Regions from separate parts of the Cricetulus griseus genome. Here region 2 is linked to region 1. The links are chromatin contacts, called in public Hi-C maps. All regions are on one chromosome and are shown on one strand. The core of a region is the stretch at or near the end of the contact, and the rest is flanking DNA. Distances in the headings are between cores, read along the strand shown. Region 1 overlaps Slc9c2 (sodium/hydrogen exchanger 11). Region 2 holds the start of Zbtb37 (zinc finger and BTB domain-containing protein 37).

What was found. Hi-C and Micro-C count contacts between places; a contact is called where the count stands out from the background.
Region 2: a Hi-C map of the CHO-K1 cell line shows a contact between it and region 1, with 5 times the contacts expected there. The contact joins the promoter of Zbtb37 here to the enhancer-like site in region 1. A contact is called at or near these places in 3 of 8 Hi-C or Micro-C datasets (the CHK-Q cell line, the CHL-YN cell line and the CHO-K1 cell line).

What each region holds. Positions count from the first base shown.
Region 1 is chr5:30,870,326-30,877,743 of CriGri-PICRH-1.0, reverse strand. Slc9c2 (sodium/hydrogen exchanger 11) reads left to right here. Exons shown (of 25, transcript XM_035445820.1): 5 at 1,004-1,120; 6 at 2,563-2,724; 7 at 4,348-4,447; 8 at 6,763-6,906. Among named protein-coding and RNA genes, the nearest start is that of Slc9c2, 13 kb to the left of the region's middle. Within about 2 kb of position 2,848, at least 1 of the 6 cell types and tissues checked has open chromatin away from gene starts, as enhancers often do.
Region 2 is chr5:31,027,019-31,034,436 of CriGri-PICRH-1.0, reverse strand. Zbtb37 (zinc finger and BTB domain-containing protein 37) reads right to left here and starts at 2,499. Exons shown (of 6, transcript XR_004770334.1): 1 at 2,354-2,499; 2 at 1,691-1,886; 3 at 1-199. LOC103160181 (a long non-coding RNA gene) reads left to right here and starts at 2,667. Exons shown (of 12, transcript XR_003485670.2): 1 at 2,667-2,766; 2 at 3,423-3,472; 3 at 3,653-3,681; 4 at 3,874-3,903; 5 at 4,839-4,868; 6 at 5,087-5,119; 7 at 5,399-5,436; 8 at 5,569-5,683; 9 at 5,879-5,931; 10 at 6,343-6,369; 11 at 6,556-6,613; 12 at 6,818-6,906. It overlaps LOC113833701 (a small nucleolar RNA gene), which reads left to right and starts at 3,724; the gene lies at 3,724-3,805. It overlaps LOC113833698 (a small nucleolar RNA gene), which reads left to right and starts at 3,518; the gene lies at 3,518-3,579. It also overlaps LOC113833687, LOC113833702, LOC113833686, LOC113833691, LOC113833685 and LOC113833697, and 1 more gene.

The DNA of each region.
Region 1 (7,418 bases), core at 1,599-4,098:
ACAGTAGTTGCGATCATTCGGCACCCACTTCAAAGCCAGGTAGATGCAGTGGTTTACCTGTAATCCCTGTGTGGGGAGAGCAGAGACCAAGAATCCCTAGAGCAAGATGGCAAACCAGACTAGCTGAAACAGAGCGCACTGGGGTCAGTGAGAGACTTTGCCTCAATATGTGGGGGGACAGTGATTGAGGAAGACAGTTAATGTCGACCTCAGGCCCCTCATACACGTCGTGTCCATGTGCACAGGTGTGAATACATAGAGGTAACCAGATTCATGGATATGCAAACAGAAAGTAAAAGGAATGGAACAAATATTGGAGGTGGTGGACATGTAAAAGTTGGCTTTAATTGCCAACTTGTCACAAGCTAGAGTCATCTGAGAAGAGAGTACCCATGTGGGATTGTCTAATAAAGTTGGCCTGTACACCTGTGTGTGTGTGTGTGTGTGTGTGTGTGTGTGTGTGTGTGTGTGGTTGTCTTGATTATGAATTAATTGTTACAGAAAAACCCAGCCCAGTGTGGTGGTACCATTCCCTAGGCAGGGGATAAATATACAGAGGCGGCTGAGTACAAGTAAGTATGCATGCATCGATTTTGATAGCCCGTGTGATGTGACTGGATGCTCTAAATTCCCGATGTCTTGACTTCCCTGTTATGATGGACTATAGCTTGGAATTGTGAACTAAAATAAACCCTTTGTCTTGTAAGTTGCTTTTTGTCAGGATTTATTTTTAATCACAGCAACAGAAATAAAACTAGGTCAGGGCAACATAAGGGGTGCTCCCATTACCTTCCTTTGCATCCAAAAAGTCAGAAGGCTTAGCACAAAATTTAAAACATGTTGTCTGTGATTGTTTCACATATTCATGCCAGTCATGATCACCTTCTTTCTTTCTTCCTTCCTTCCTTTCTTTTTTTTTCTTTTCCCCTAGCATGTTGTAGCTCACCTCTGTTTTCTATGCAGGAGCACCACATTGAATTATACTTTGTGTTTCCATTCCCAGGCATTTCTAAGATGTACACTGACATTATCAGAGGAGAGTCACTGATCATTTGTAGTTTCACGTGCATTTTCTTCGGCATCTTCCGGGGCCAAACACCTAACGTTTCCATGTTCAGGGGTAAGATCATTGTGTTTTGCCCACATATTATCTAAAATTATTCTTGTTGAAATGAAAGTGCATTTGTCTTTGTAGCTTTCTCTATACATTGCTATTGGACCAATTAAAATGATTAAGTTAGATAACAAGAAAATAATTACCATCTTTGCATTTTTACAGATCACTGCAGCACGAAGTGTACATTTTATGACTAGTGAAATGCAAACAGGTGTATACAAGAGAGCTGGAGAGAGGAAGGGAAGGGGGAAATGATATAATTTTATAAGCTCAAAAAAGGAAAAGAAATAATTAAAATAATAGTAATAAAACCCTTTATTCCTCTCCCCTAGCATGCACGCACATATACACATTATGTCATCTGGCTTAGGCTATCTCTTGTGCTAGGATCATTATGTTTCTCAGCCAGTGGATGTTAAGAGTTGACTTGTCATAGATTTGATGATGAAAACAGACTATTCATCTAGTATTGGTAGAACAACCCTGAGAATGACAATAGCTGGATTTGTGTGGCTAATGGTCACTGGAATGTGGAATGTTTCCTTGACAGGTTTCTAGATGTTGTACTAGTAGCTAGAGGAGAAAGGGGAAAATCAAATCATAGCATGAAGGGAAAAGTTGTCCTGTACAGAGAAATCCTGATTAGAGGCACTGCTGATCACGCCTGCTTGGGCGTGGTCAGAGTTACATAACACAGGTTTAAGAAGGAGGGGGGCTCATGAGGCTCTCTTTTGCCTGGCTGAGCTGACTGGGAAGGATTTCAGGGTCCTTCCTGCTCAGGTGCAAACCTGGTGACTGGCTCCCTTGAGTGAGTGATTACTTTTTCCCAGTAAACCATTGTTTATCAATCTATGCTGACTCCACTTTGTAAATGTCAATATCCTCTTGTAATGTATTTGTGGCAGCTGCAAGAGGAGGGTGGAAAGGCCTGAAAGCAGAAAGGCATTTGCAGTGCTTATCAATGAAGGAGCTGTGGTAATTTGGGTAGACAATTCAGAAATGATTTATTAGCATATACTAATTATGCATAAAATGGGTTTCATTATGGCATTTTCATATAGGTACATAATATATTTCAATTACATTCACCCTGTCAGGCTCTCTTGCCTCTTTATCACTCCCATTAATCCTCTTTTCAACTAGCTCCTCTACTTAATGTCTTTTTGTGTGTGACCCAGGTTTCAATGGGATTGGCAGGAGTGTGGGTGGGAGTTTGTTTACATCCCTGGAGAAATTGATGTTAAGTTGTAGACTGTCCCAGAAAGACAAGCCTCCTTTTCCGACTTCCGCCTGGCACTCTTCTCTGCTGAAGAATAACCCTGTTCACAAGCCTGAAGAACAAACCCAAGTGCTATCAGTGAAAAACAAACAAACAAGCAAGCAAACTCCCAGACGCTAAACTCAAGTTTTCCTTTCTCATCTTCTCTCCTTTCTTTTACTTTTAGAGTTACATGTAATCATTGGGCTCAGCTTCGATATCTTTGGAAGCACAATTTGTGGATATTGGTGTACAAGAATCATTCGGATTATATTGACCGACCTTTTTAGCAACACGCTGACCAACGTTGTTCTCTGCTTTTCACTGGTGTACATGACTTTCTACCTTGGTAAGGCAAACGAGCGCAAAACCTGCTGTCCCCCCGGGAAAGCGTATGATGGATGAATCTTGGTTCTGCCCTGTTCCTTACTCCAGATGCTTCTTCACAACAACTTCCGCCTCTTTGCAGTCTCCTTTCTGTTTTGTCACATGACTTCTCCTCTCCATGGTCTCCAGTTCTCTCCTGCCCTCTCTTAGTATCCTCCTCATCGTAAACTCCGCGTCTTTCCTCTTTGCACTCCCCCCTCTGGGTACCCTTACCCCTTTGCGCTCTGTTCTCTAACCCTATAGGCAGTCCCTGGCAGATCCCTACGAGGACACGGAGTTCGTTTCTGTTCTGATTCTTGAGCAGCTCACCTGTAAAATGGGAAAGTTGGCAGAGAAGCTCCTGAGGTCTTTCCCAGCTCACTTAGTAAGCCGAGAAGGCTGTTGAAGTGCCGAGCTTTCCTTCCATCTAGAAGGCAGGAAAGGAGAGGGAGAGGTCAGGGTGTTTCTGAATGGAGAAGCTGGGGCCGGGCAGTTAGCTCAGTCCCGCAAAATTGGGACGTGAAGTGTTACAGTTCCCATGAGCCATAGTAACTACGACCGAACTGCTTTTGCTCTCATCCCATCCAGTGGAGCAACTTCAGCCAACTAAGATTTCAGATTTTAAGAGCTCTTTACACGCCCAGTTACGGAAAAGCACTGTTTTCCTTATAATATATCGCCACCTAGTGGTTGCTTATTGCCCTGAGCCAGTCAAACTGGAGAAAACATTCACAGAGGGTTCGTTTCCTCGGCTTTTCTTTCCTCCTCTGTCAAAGTTATGTGGATGGGTGCCTTATCTTCAAAAGAGATTCCGTTCCATCTTTCCCTCTCCCTAACCAGATCGTGAGCACCTGGAGCATGAGTGGGACTCATAGTCAGCTCTTGCTCTCTGTTTTGCCTCTTTGCAGCCAAGCTTAGAGTTTGTCAAATGCCTGACATGATAATTGAATAAAGCAATATTCATTCTCAAAAAGTTTTTGAGTAAGAAGACTCCAGATAGACTTCATCAATCAGTGACCTTGTAGACTAGGTTTCAATATTTAGAGCCCAGTGAACTACCCTTTAGTCGGGCATTGGGGAGCCGGGGGTGGGGGGGTAAGGGAGGGCAAAAGCTCCAAGAAGCTGTGAGTTCCCTCAGCAATTCCTGCATACAGGCGGCTCAGTGTCCCCGAGGTGCTGAGCTAACTACTTTCCCCACTAACCCTAGCCTCGGTGAGATGTAAGGCTGGCAAACTGGGTCACTGCTCTTCGCTAAAAATAGCTTTGCAAAAAGAACAGAATAAAAGAAAATAAATATCTCGTGGAGATGAAGATGATACGAAGTTGAAAGTCCACAGTGTTTTGTTGGCTTGTTTGCATGCTGTCTCTGGCTTCTTTTACAGAATAATAGCTAAGGGAAGTAGCGGTGACAGGTCCCTCTGGCCCGTTACAGAAGAAACCTTGCTATTTCCCTATTTCCTGATCTACAGTATTAGGCTAATTCCTTGAAGCGACATTCTAAACAAGAAACACCACTTCTAGCTTTCCTATGATCTTTACTCAGCACACACTAGTGCGCAGATTTAATTGTTTTTAATTTTAACGCATTTTCTCTCTCTCTTCCCAGTGGAATATTTCGGAATGTCGGGCATTGTTGCTTTGGTCACGGTGGGCCTGAATTTAGATTCGTTAAGCTTTAAACCGAGGATGGAATTCATAATTACTAAGTGAGTTTTCTGCTGCATATTCAGTATAAATCTCATAGGATTTTGGTGCTAAATCAGTTGTGTCTTCAAGGAGGCTAAGACAATTCCATATATATATACATTTTTTTCTATCTGTAAAGTCTTAATGTGTCAACAATGATCAGCATTACTGATATTTTTATTCTGAGTAAAGAATCAGTGGTCCAGAGACTGCAGTGGCTTCTCTATGTTTCTGTGATAGAGTTATACTTTGAATTGTGGGTTTTTTCCTTCATGTCATACTTGGGTGACACCATCCTGATGTGAGAAGAAAGTCAGAAGGGAAGGAAGGAAGGAAGGAAGGAAGGAAGGAAGGAAGGGAGGGAGGGAGGGAGGGAGGAAGGAAGGAAGGAAGGAAGGAAGGAAGGAAGGAGTCACAGTGAGTTGCATCACCAGCAAAACTCTTACCCAGGCTTCCCTCACGGATGGGGCATAGATCAGTGTCTTCTCAGACCAATGGATTAGCCCTTCTCTGAGAAACAATGCTAAATCGCAGAATTGTTCAGAATCCAGACACCAAGTCTCACTCTACTAAAGAAATTCTCATCTCAAATGAAAGCAGATGTGGACCATACACCCTAACCTTGATTTTTCTCATGAAAATTTGTTCAATGTAAAAGTTGTTTTGAAATAATGTTCCTTCCTATTTTTTTGTGTGTGTTTAGATTATCCTATAAAAATAAATACCAGTGATAGAGGACGGTATGGTATTTTTTTTCTTTTTGGTAAAAATGAAACAAAATTGGCACCTATAACTTTTGTTACTTTGATGTGTTTGTGAATGAAGCTTGGAACTAACTGTTTCAGAAGGCTTATTGCTTGATGCAGCCACCGAACTTGGGTATGCTCTTCAACATTATTGCAATTACTCATTGTGTCCACTCAAGTGTTTATTCTTTTTTAAAAAATATTTATATTTAATGTATGAGTGCTCTGATGTATACCTACACACCAGAATAAGGCACCATGTGCTATTACAGATGGTTGTGAGCCATTATGTGGTTGCTGGGAATTGAACTTAGGACCTCTGGAAGAGTAGCCAGTCTCTCTCTAGCACCTCAATTGTTTATTCTTTTACTTAAGCCACTAATCTTTTCATGTCTGCTATGGCTTGGCTGTTGAATTTTAAGCCTGACACAATGAGAATAAGGCATTTTCCAAAAAACAAATAAGCAAACAAACACCAACAAACAAAACAAACCTATGCTACTATTAAATGGCATACTTGTTTATATAAAAAATACTAATGATAAGTGTTCTAAAATTATGATTTTGGGGAGTCTTATTATATGCACAGGCATTTTTAGGCCCTATGGAGATATTTTAAAAATACTCAACTCATCCGTTATTTTTTGTGACAGCTGAGAACTGAGCACTGGGGTTTGCGGTCCTCCATTCTACTTTCCTTCACGGGAGCTTCGAGTGGCTTGAATCAGGAGATCAGAATCACTTGGAGAGTCACATTGTGTCCTAATTATATCGGATAACATGCTTTATCCGCAGCTAAAATGGGGCTTCCTGAAGCTTCTTCTCTGGTGTAGATATTGAGCGCCCTCATGACTTTGGGGCAGAACAACTGGAAGTTCCTGAGAGGGAGGCAGGATTTGAGATCTGCCTGTAGAGGGCAGATCTGGCCCTGACTCAAGCAAGCCAGCATCACAAGTTTTTCAGAAGCAACCTGAGAGTATCTATCTCTCTCCCTTGCTTAACATATGGTGCAGGCAATCAGCACTGCAGAGACTCAGAAGAGGTCACGGCTAACCAGAGAGCATTAGATGGAGAACACAGGGCAAGAAGCAGGTTTCCCAGATGTGTAGGCATTCAGCAGAATGGAAATCAGACAAGAGAGGCTTTCCAAAGTAATGGGAGGAGAATATGCAAGTCACCGCAGAAGTGGTGAAGAGGCATTGCACCATCCTCAGCTGTTTTCTGGTACCCAGGTGCCTCTTTGCAACCATTCTCACTCTGGACTTGCAAGTGGCAGCTCCAGTATCAGACAAACTGCTGGTCAACCCCAGGGAAATTAGTACATCACCAACTTGGGGAGGGCTTTATTTCTATGCTTTGTTCTTACTGTTGTGTTGTGAGAGGCGCACCATGAGTTTGGTGTGATGTAGATAATGACATGGGTGTCTTAGGTTGACAAAATGCTTTTTCATGTTGACTGTAACTAGGATGGGGGCCACAGTTTCCACTGAGACAACAGGGTTAGGCATAGCATAGATACTTTTATGTGAAAAAGACTATATTTTAAAAGTACATTGATTAAAATGTCATTTCCTTTTTATCCATCCTAGGTTCTTAATAATGTGTTCATCTGCATATGAACATTTAATATATGGTTTCTTTGGCATTGTTGTTGGTTGTGGAGAAATCAAGTATTTCAGATTTCACTCCCTAGTTTTCACTGTCACCTTATTTGTAACAGTGAATTTTGCAAGGTAATGATTATATTTTAACATTTCCTTTGCTGGGCTTAAATCATTTTCTGTGTATATGAGCATTTATGTATTCAGGTGTGCATGCATGTGCGTGTGCGTGTGTGTATGTCCATGCATGTGTGCATGTGTGTGCACACATGCGGAGGCCTGAAGCTGATGTTGGATGTCTTACTTTACATCTTTCTATCTTATTTAACAATTTAAAAAATATGTGTTTGTTTATTTATTTATATGTGTTCACCTGCTCACATATATATTCACATGTTTTGATGTCAGAGGACAAATTGCAGGGGTTGACTTCCTCCTTCCACCACATAGGTCCTAGGGATTGAACTCAGGTTTTCACAGTTGGCAGCAAGTGCCTTCATCTGCTGAGATACCTCCACTGACCCTCTACTGTATTTTTTGAGACAGAGTCTTTCTTTTCCTGAACCTGGAGATCTCTGCTTCAGCTAGACTGGCATACCGGCAGGTGCCAGGGATATTTCTGTCTCTGCCTCCTGAACACTGGG
Region 2 (7,418 bases), core at 1,250-3,749, 160 kb before region 1:
AGGAGAGCTGGCAGCCAGTACTACTTTGTGAGCCCGAAAAGCTTGTCCTTGCACATTGACCACAATATCACAGAGACGGCCTTGCATTCGTAGCTGGTTGAGGTGGCTCAGAACAGAGTTGCTGAAGTCAGGGATCTCCAATTGTATGTTCCCACTTTTCTCCATGGTCATGCCTGAAAGTACAGGCAGACATTCAACCCTGCTGAAAGAGCAAACCATATTCTTAGCACCAGTTTTACTCCTTTCGTGCTTTCTAGCTCAAACATCCCTAAAAATGTAAAATCTCCTGGCCAGGAGTGCCAGGTACACATAACATAATTTTAACACCTGGCACCAAGGCAGGAGAATCCATCTACATAAGTGAAAACTTGTCTCAGAAAAAAAAAAATTGAAATCTCCATATATGAAGAGGTACCTTCCTCATGATGCTTGGATATAGAAATAGAATTGCCAAAAGGTGTTTTGTTTTGTTAGCAACAAGGTTTCACTCTAAGGCAGCCCTCAAACTTGTGCCAATGCTCCTGATCTAACCTCCCCAGTGCCAGTATTACCGTGAGCAGCTAAGCCTGGCATGAGGTGTTTTAGGTCTCACAGTAAAATGCAATTAAAACAACCAAAAAGTGATTGCTAGACTGCTAAAAATTCAAGCTACAACCATACTTTATTTATTTATTTATTGTTTTTTCTCTGTGTAGCTTTGGAGCTTATCCTGGCACTCGCTCTGGAGACCAGGCTGGCCTCGAACTCACAGAGATCCGCCTGTCTCTGCCTCCCTAGTGCTGGGATTAAAGGGGTGTGCCACCAACGTCCGGCCAACCATACTTTATTAATAAGCTATATAGTATCAAGATAATTCATCAAGGAGGGGAATCAAACACAAGGATTTCAGATCGCATACAAAAATCCACTATCTTTTTTTAGATGAAATAAATTTTAGAATAAATATAATTATACACAGGTTGATTATAATTTACACGGGGCCCAGGCTGTTTATGACTATAAAGTGACTAATTTCTTATGTGAATGGTCAGTATTATCACTTTTTTTCGAGACAGGGTTTCTCTGTGTAGCTAGTCCTGTCCTGGAACTTGCTCCGTAGAGCAGGCTAGCCTGTAACTCAAGAGATCTACTCCCTCTGCCTCCCCTGGGATTAAGCCACTACACACCCAGCATTTGTTTGTTTGAGACCTGTCTAGGTAGCTCTGGCTATTCCTGGGAACTCACTATGTAGATCAGGCTGGTCTCTAACTCAGAGATCTGACTATCTCTGCTGAGATTTAAAGAATGTTAACAGGTGTGCCATCACCGCCATGCCAGGCTAGGCAAAAATTAAGTAAATCTTTCTTTCTCTAGCTACTAAGTCTTTCTCTTCCCAACAAACTCGAGGTTGGTAATTCCAAAGTGGCAATGCTACCTTAATTCAAGGGAGTTGGTTCCCCAAAGCTGACAATAAAGCCTGAAATTTCACACTAAAAGACTGCAACTGCATCAAACAGTCTCAGTTGAGGGTAGCTCGGATGTATCACGACGACTGTGGCTCACTGTGCATCCCATTCATCTCTAAATTTATGAGACTACACATCAGGAAGGTCCTGAGAAGCTCACATCATCAGCCCGCATTTACAACATTCATTGAGTAAACAGGGAAGTGCAAACACTGCTTTCAAGTAGCAACTTTAACCAATCTGACCTTTTTCCAAAGCGTTATTGTTTGTTTTGAAACTTTTAATCCATTAAGAGCCTCTGTCGATGCCATCACGAATTCAGATGTTTATTTTGGAGCCTACACCAGCGCCTTTTTGTTTGCTCTTTCCAGCAATTCCCCAGTGAGGAGGAAGCCCCTGAAGTAAAGTCTTTCTCTAGCGTCGGCACTGGAGGGGCGAGAGCTGTAAAAGGGAGAATCGGGAACGCTTGGGGTTGGCCAGTCAGGTACTGGAGCAGCTTCCGTGTTAAGTCAGGGAGCAAGGGAGAAGGGGACCTTGCGAAGCGGGAAGGGAGATGGCACAGAACCCGGGCAAAGAGAGCAGGCGCACAGGTGAGGCGCGGGAGGGGGAAGGGGGCGGCGCCCCGGGACCCGGTTCAGGGCGGCGGAGGCAGCCGCGGTGGGGGTGTGTCTGGGTGTGTCCCCGCCGCGGGGTCCTGAGGGAGGGGCTCGCAAGGGGGCGGGCCCGCAAGCTCTGCAGCCCCGAGCCAAAGAGGCGGGGAAGGTCGCCGAGCGCTGGGAGGGGAGGTGGGGCGGAGCGGCTGCACGCCCCAGGAGCTGGCTGCAGCCGAGACGCGGCCAAGGAGCGTCCGGTATAGGCTAATGGGGCGGGGGAGCGGGGCCCGAGCCCAGTCAAGGAACAGCACCTACCTCCGGGGGTGGAAATGGGCCGGAATGGGCCGGAACACCGTCCCGGAAGTGAAACCCCCCGCCCCCCTCCTCCGGAGCGGGCGACGTGCCGGAAGGAAATCAGTCACCCTCACACCGCCCCTCCCCCAGCGCCTTCCTTGCGGGAGCCCCCTCCCCTCAGCCCTGACTCCTCAGGGAGGCGGAGGCCGGGCTCGACGTGCTCGCGGCGACTCCGCCCTCCAGGCGCGGGAGGGCGGGGCCGGCGGGAGAGCTTGAGAGCGGGAAAGAGGCGGGGCTTGAGGAGGAGTCTGAGAGACGGGGCGGGACTTAAGAGGACGCAGCGGAGGGCCGTGCGTCGTGACGTCAAGGAGACCTTATATACAGGACTCAGCCGCCATATCGGCCTTTCGGAGCTGTGAGGCGACTGCGGGCAGGTAAGAGTCCTTGGTGGTTTGGTAATTTTAGGCCTTGTTGGCTAGTCTTTTGCAGGTGGAGCCGCCTCAAGCTGGAGGACGCTTAGCAATGAGTTTTAAGGCCCATGAGATGGAGATTACGGTAGCTTGGCGTTGCATGCATGCTTGCGCGACCCACATGGTGGTATTGGGCTTGTTAAGAGTCTCCGTTGGAAACTCGGCACCCATGTTCTCGCTATGATGAAGGCTATGTTGGTAGGGACAACTGACCTTGTTGATGAATACCAACGGCTCTGATGGCGGAGCATGCTGAGTCACCGCGAGAGGCCTTCATTTTTTTTCGGGCGTGCGTTTGAGGAACGCAGAGCCCTACGGGCTGATTTTAGAGACCACGAGGTTGAAGGCGTTCGCTGACACTGCCTCAGGCCTTTGTGAGTGGCCACTAACAAAGCCTGCAGCTGAGCCATGGGAAGGACCTGTGGTAGAAATTAAGGTTCCAATTTTAATAGTTGTCTTATGAGGCTTACACATCTTTTTTGTGTGAATAAAACTGGTAGTTAAAATTGGGAAAGGCCCGTGGCAGAAGTTTAAAGTGCCTGTTTTAATGCAGTTCGTTTGTGGGGCTTACGAGTAAAACTGGTAGTTGAAAGACAACTAAATTAGCAAATCTTCTTTAGGAATGGTGCCGTGGACCTCTCTGGGGCTCTTTCTGGCATATCATAGACAGGTAAGAACTGATGGAAGGCGGGAGGGTGTTAAAAAACCCTGTTAAAGCCCATGATGGTATGAGAGTAGTGGACAGAAGGGATTTCTGAAAAACACTGTTCTGAGGCTTTAATGCTAGTAGAGGAAAGGGAAGGTGCTGTGAAGAGGGAGTCTCATTGTGGACATCTTTGTTTTTTTCCAGTTTTGGGGCAAAGACGGATGAAGGATGAGGTAAGTACTGAAATGTGCAGTGAGGAAATTTCGAAAGGACAGTGCCGCAATGATGACACTATATTTGCTACTCTTGACAGTGGGATGACGATAACCATAAACCACCGTAATTGTAACTGAGGCATACGGGATGACTTTGGATGGTTTCTTACAGAATAAACAGAATTTACATTTAGCTTTTATTTTTTTCAGGATTTATGGAAGAACCTGGATTAACCATGGGTAAGAAACATTTTGGTGTATATATGTCCCATTGGAAAGAGTGATACCTGTTACCCAAAGGAAAGATTGGCAGATAAGCAACAATTGGGGGTCCCTAAGCCAACAATCTGATGTAGACAGAAACCCATGCATCTAATGCTTTGAAGATGGAACCAGGGAGATGTAAGGCCAAGTAGGTCGTTGGCTGTGGTTTGAAGAGGGTCTATGGATTTGTGAGAACTAGTTCTCTCTGTCTTTATCCAATGCCATAATGGTGTATGGTAGGCCTGATGTATGCTCTGGGTCTCAACCTTACAGAGTGCTCAGTCAGCCCATGTAGGGTAGATAGAGGTTATCACTACTGGGTTATAGGAAATGCTGTTAAAATCAGGGTCTTGACAGGTGTTGGCACACTAATCTCTGGGATGCAGACCTGAGTTCAGGCCAGTCTAGTTGAGTTCCAGCATAGTCAGATCTATAGAGGAACCCTGTCTCTAAAATGGTAGTTGTTATTCTTTTGTTTAAAAAGAAGAAAAGAGAAATATTGAGACAGACATATTGACTATAAGTTTATTATAAGGACTGGCAGAATGGGTAGACTAAGAAGAGTAACAGGGTAATGGCTGACCGCCATGGCCGGTCGCCATAGAGAGACAGAGCGGGGGAAACAGAGAGAGGGGACAGAGCAGGAACAGGGGGAGAGAGAGAGAGAGCAGGGGCCTATCTTTTAAAGGGGTCCTCTGCACCTTTGTGCAGACTTCTTTCCCATGGAACCTTGGGCTGACCAGGGTATTGCCTGAGTGGATTCCACCAGGTAACAGGGGCAGGCCAGCATAATGCCTGAACCTTTCAGTTCAGGTTAGCATGGTTAGCAGACTTAAATCACGTAGGGGGTTCACCATTTTGTCAGTTTTCTGGTGGTTGAGTACTGACCTAATTTTAACTCTTAACTTTAGGTACTTTTACTGGAAAATTAAAGATGAAATGTAAGTAGAGTTAAAGGATTGTAGATAATGGGCAAACATGGCTTGGTATGGTTTTTTGCATAGCAAGTACTCTTGCTATGTGTTTTGGCCTGCATGATGACAAGCAAATGCTGACTAACATGAAGCTCTTAATTAGCTCTATCTGATCCGGGCTTGGTTAGGTTTTGGTGGGACAAATTATCTTTTTTGACTGGGCTGAAATTCTGAATTTTTTTTAGGTGTTCAAGTTGTCTGGACAGCTTTTCATTTGAGTAAGTATTGGAATCCAACACCGGCTATAGGCCAGTTTAGAGAGGCATGCCACGCTTGTGGATGTCAGACATCTGCGTGTGTTGTCTCGTGAATGTGTTAGGTTTAGTTGGACTATGCTCTAATCGGGGTTTTTGTAATGATGTTGATCCAAATGTCTGACCTGAAAATAACATACATGTAGACAGCAAATTAAACACTGAAGAACCCTGTGACAGGCAACTAAGAATAATTGGATGATGCTTAGCATATTTGTAAGAGGTGTTTTCTTTTAATTCTAGCAACTGGTTGCATGTTTGCATTTGGATGGCTTGCTTTGGTAAGAAGCTAGTTACTGGGCTCTTGGTTTATGCTAATGAGCAGGGTTATTTGCAGTATTATGCAACAGTTAATTCTTAGTACTTAATTTTTTATGTCCAATTTGGCCTTTTAAATTACCTATTTTATTTAGGTAGGAGTACTCTACTTACATACCAGAAGAGGGCATCGGATCCCATGATGGAGCTACCACATGGTTACTTGAGAACCCTGGACCACTGGAAGAGCAATTGACATTCTAAATGAAGGTAAGGAAGCCCCTTTTTTGCAGACTCAACTGTTTAGGGATATATGCTACTGTTAGTGATGATGTATAAAGCTAAACAGATGGGAATCTCTCTGAATAAGATTGAAGATTAATTCTTAAGCTGAAACAGTAGTTACAAATTTGTGTAGGTGTCTACTTCATAAATCTGTTTGTAAATGGAATTGAATTTCTGTAGGCTATCAGCATGGTTCCGGTTGAATGAAGGCACAGACAAGGTTTTCTACAATGGTAAGTTTCTTGGCTGACCAAATATGTGCATGTATGAAAGTGTTTAGACAATTCCCCAATAAATGCCGATACTGTGATGATAACATAGTTCAGCAGACTTAACCTGATGAACAATCCTAAGTCTTTCGCTCCTATCTGACGTATCTGGCTGTAGTGGTTTAAATTGCTAGTACAATGTGGAAGTTGTGATTTGGTGTAAGGCCTGGCCTTAGCTTTTAGGCTTTGGTCTCAATCACATAAGTCCTGGCTATTGTTTAGAGTGTAGTTTCTTAGGTATGGTGGTTACAACTATAAGATTTCAAGATAGGCCTCTTGGCAAGAGAATTGTTTGAAAGCTACTGTCCAAAGAGTAGTGTGAACTGAACTGAGCAGTTAAATTTTTGGGCTAATAATTTTTTTTTCTTCAAACAGATCAGATCCTTCATTTTGAATCTCAAGGTAAGTCACCTTGGGTTTTGTAAAGATTCTATTTGGCCTGTAACCAGTGATGTGATGATTCTGCCAAATGATACATAGTGATATCACCTTTAAAACCGTTCCATTTTATTTCTGAGGTTACTATAGTAATATGTAACCTACAACTAGTCTAAGCAAGATAGACATTTTTTTCTTTTTTCTTTTTAGAGCTCCTGTGGCAGAAATGGACTTGCAATTCAGTCATTTTCACCTTACTATTTAAAAGGTGAGAATTGGAGATAGTAACTAGGAGGGCAGCTGGGGATAAAAATACTAACCTTAAACCTATTCCAGAATATGTGATGATTCACCACAACTTGAACTCTCTCACTGATTACTTGATGACAGCAAAAGATCTGATATTCTGTGTAACCTATTATAATTTAAATTAAAATGTAGAAATCTGCCTAACCAGGTACCTCTGTTGCAGGTGACTGGCTGGCTGGCTCGAGGCTCAGGAAGAAGATACTTAAAAGGTGTAATCCCTTAATAATATCAAAATAAATTGAATTAAATATATACAAAGTGTGTGCATTTTGCTTTCTAATTAGCATAGGGCCAACTTATGGGGTATTTACCACAGAGATCAATAGAAAGTTAGCTGGCCAGGTAGGTGGTGGTGCTCACGCCTTTAAGCCTAGCAGAGGCAGGCTGATCCAGCCTGGTCTATGCTAGTTCCAGCTCATCCTCCAAAACCTCAGAAACCAAAAAAGCAAAAGGTTTTAACTGGCCAGTAACCAACCACTTCATTGTAAGATCAGGATGAGCTTTCAAGAAGCACAATGATGTCCTGGCTTGACATTAACAAGAACAGTTGTGTCAGAGGTCTGGGCTCTTGGTTTAGGTGACTGGTGTAGTAGCCTGTTAGAAAAGAAGGATCAAATAGCATTACAGTGTGGTGTGCCCTGGAAGGTTATGGCTGATTAAACTTTTGGCAGTTTTACCTGTAGTTTTGGCTCCTCTTGAATCTCAAACCAGGCTGGCCTCTCATCAGCTTGCCTCTGCCTCCTGAGTGTTGGGATATGCCAACC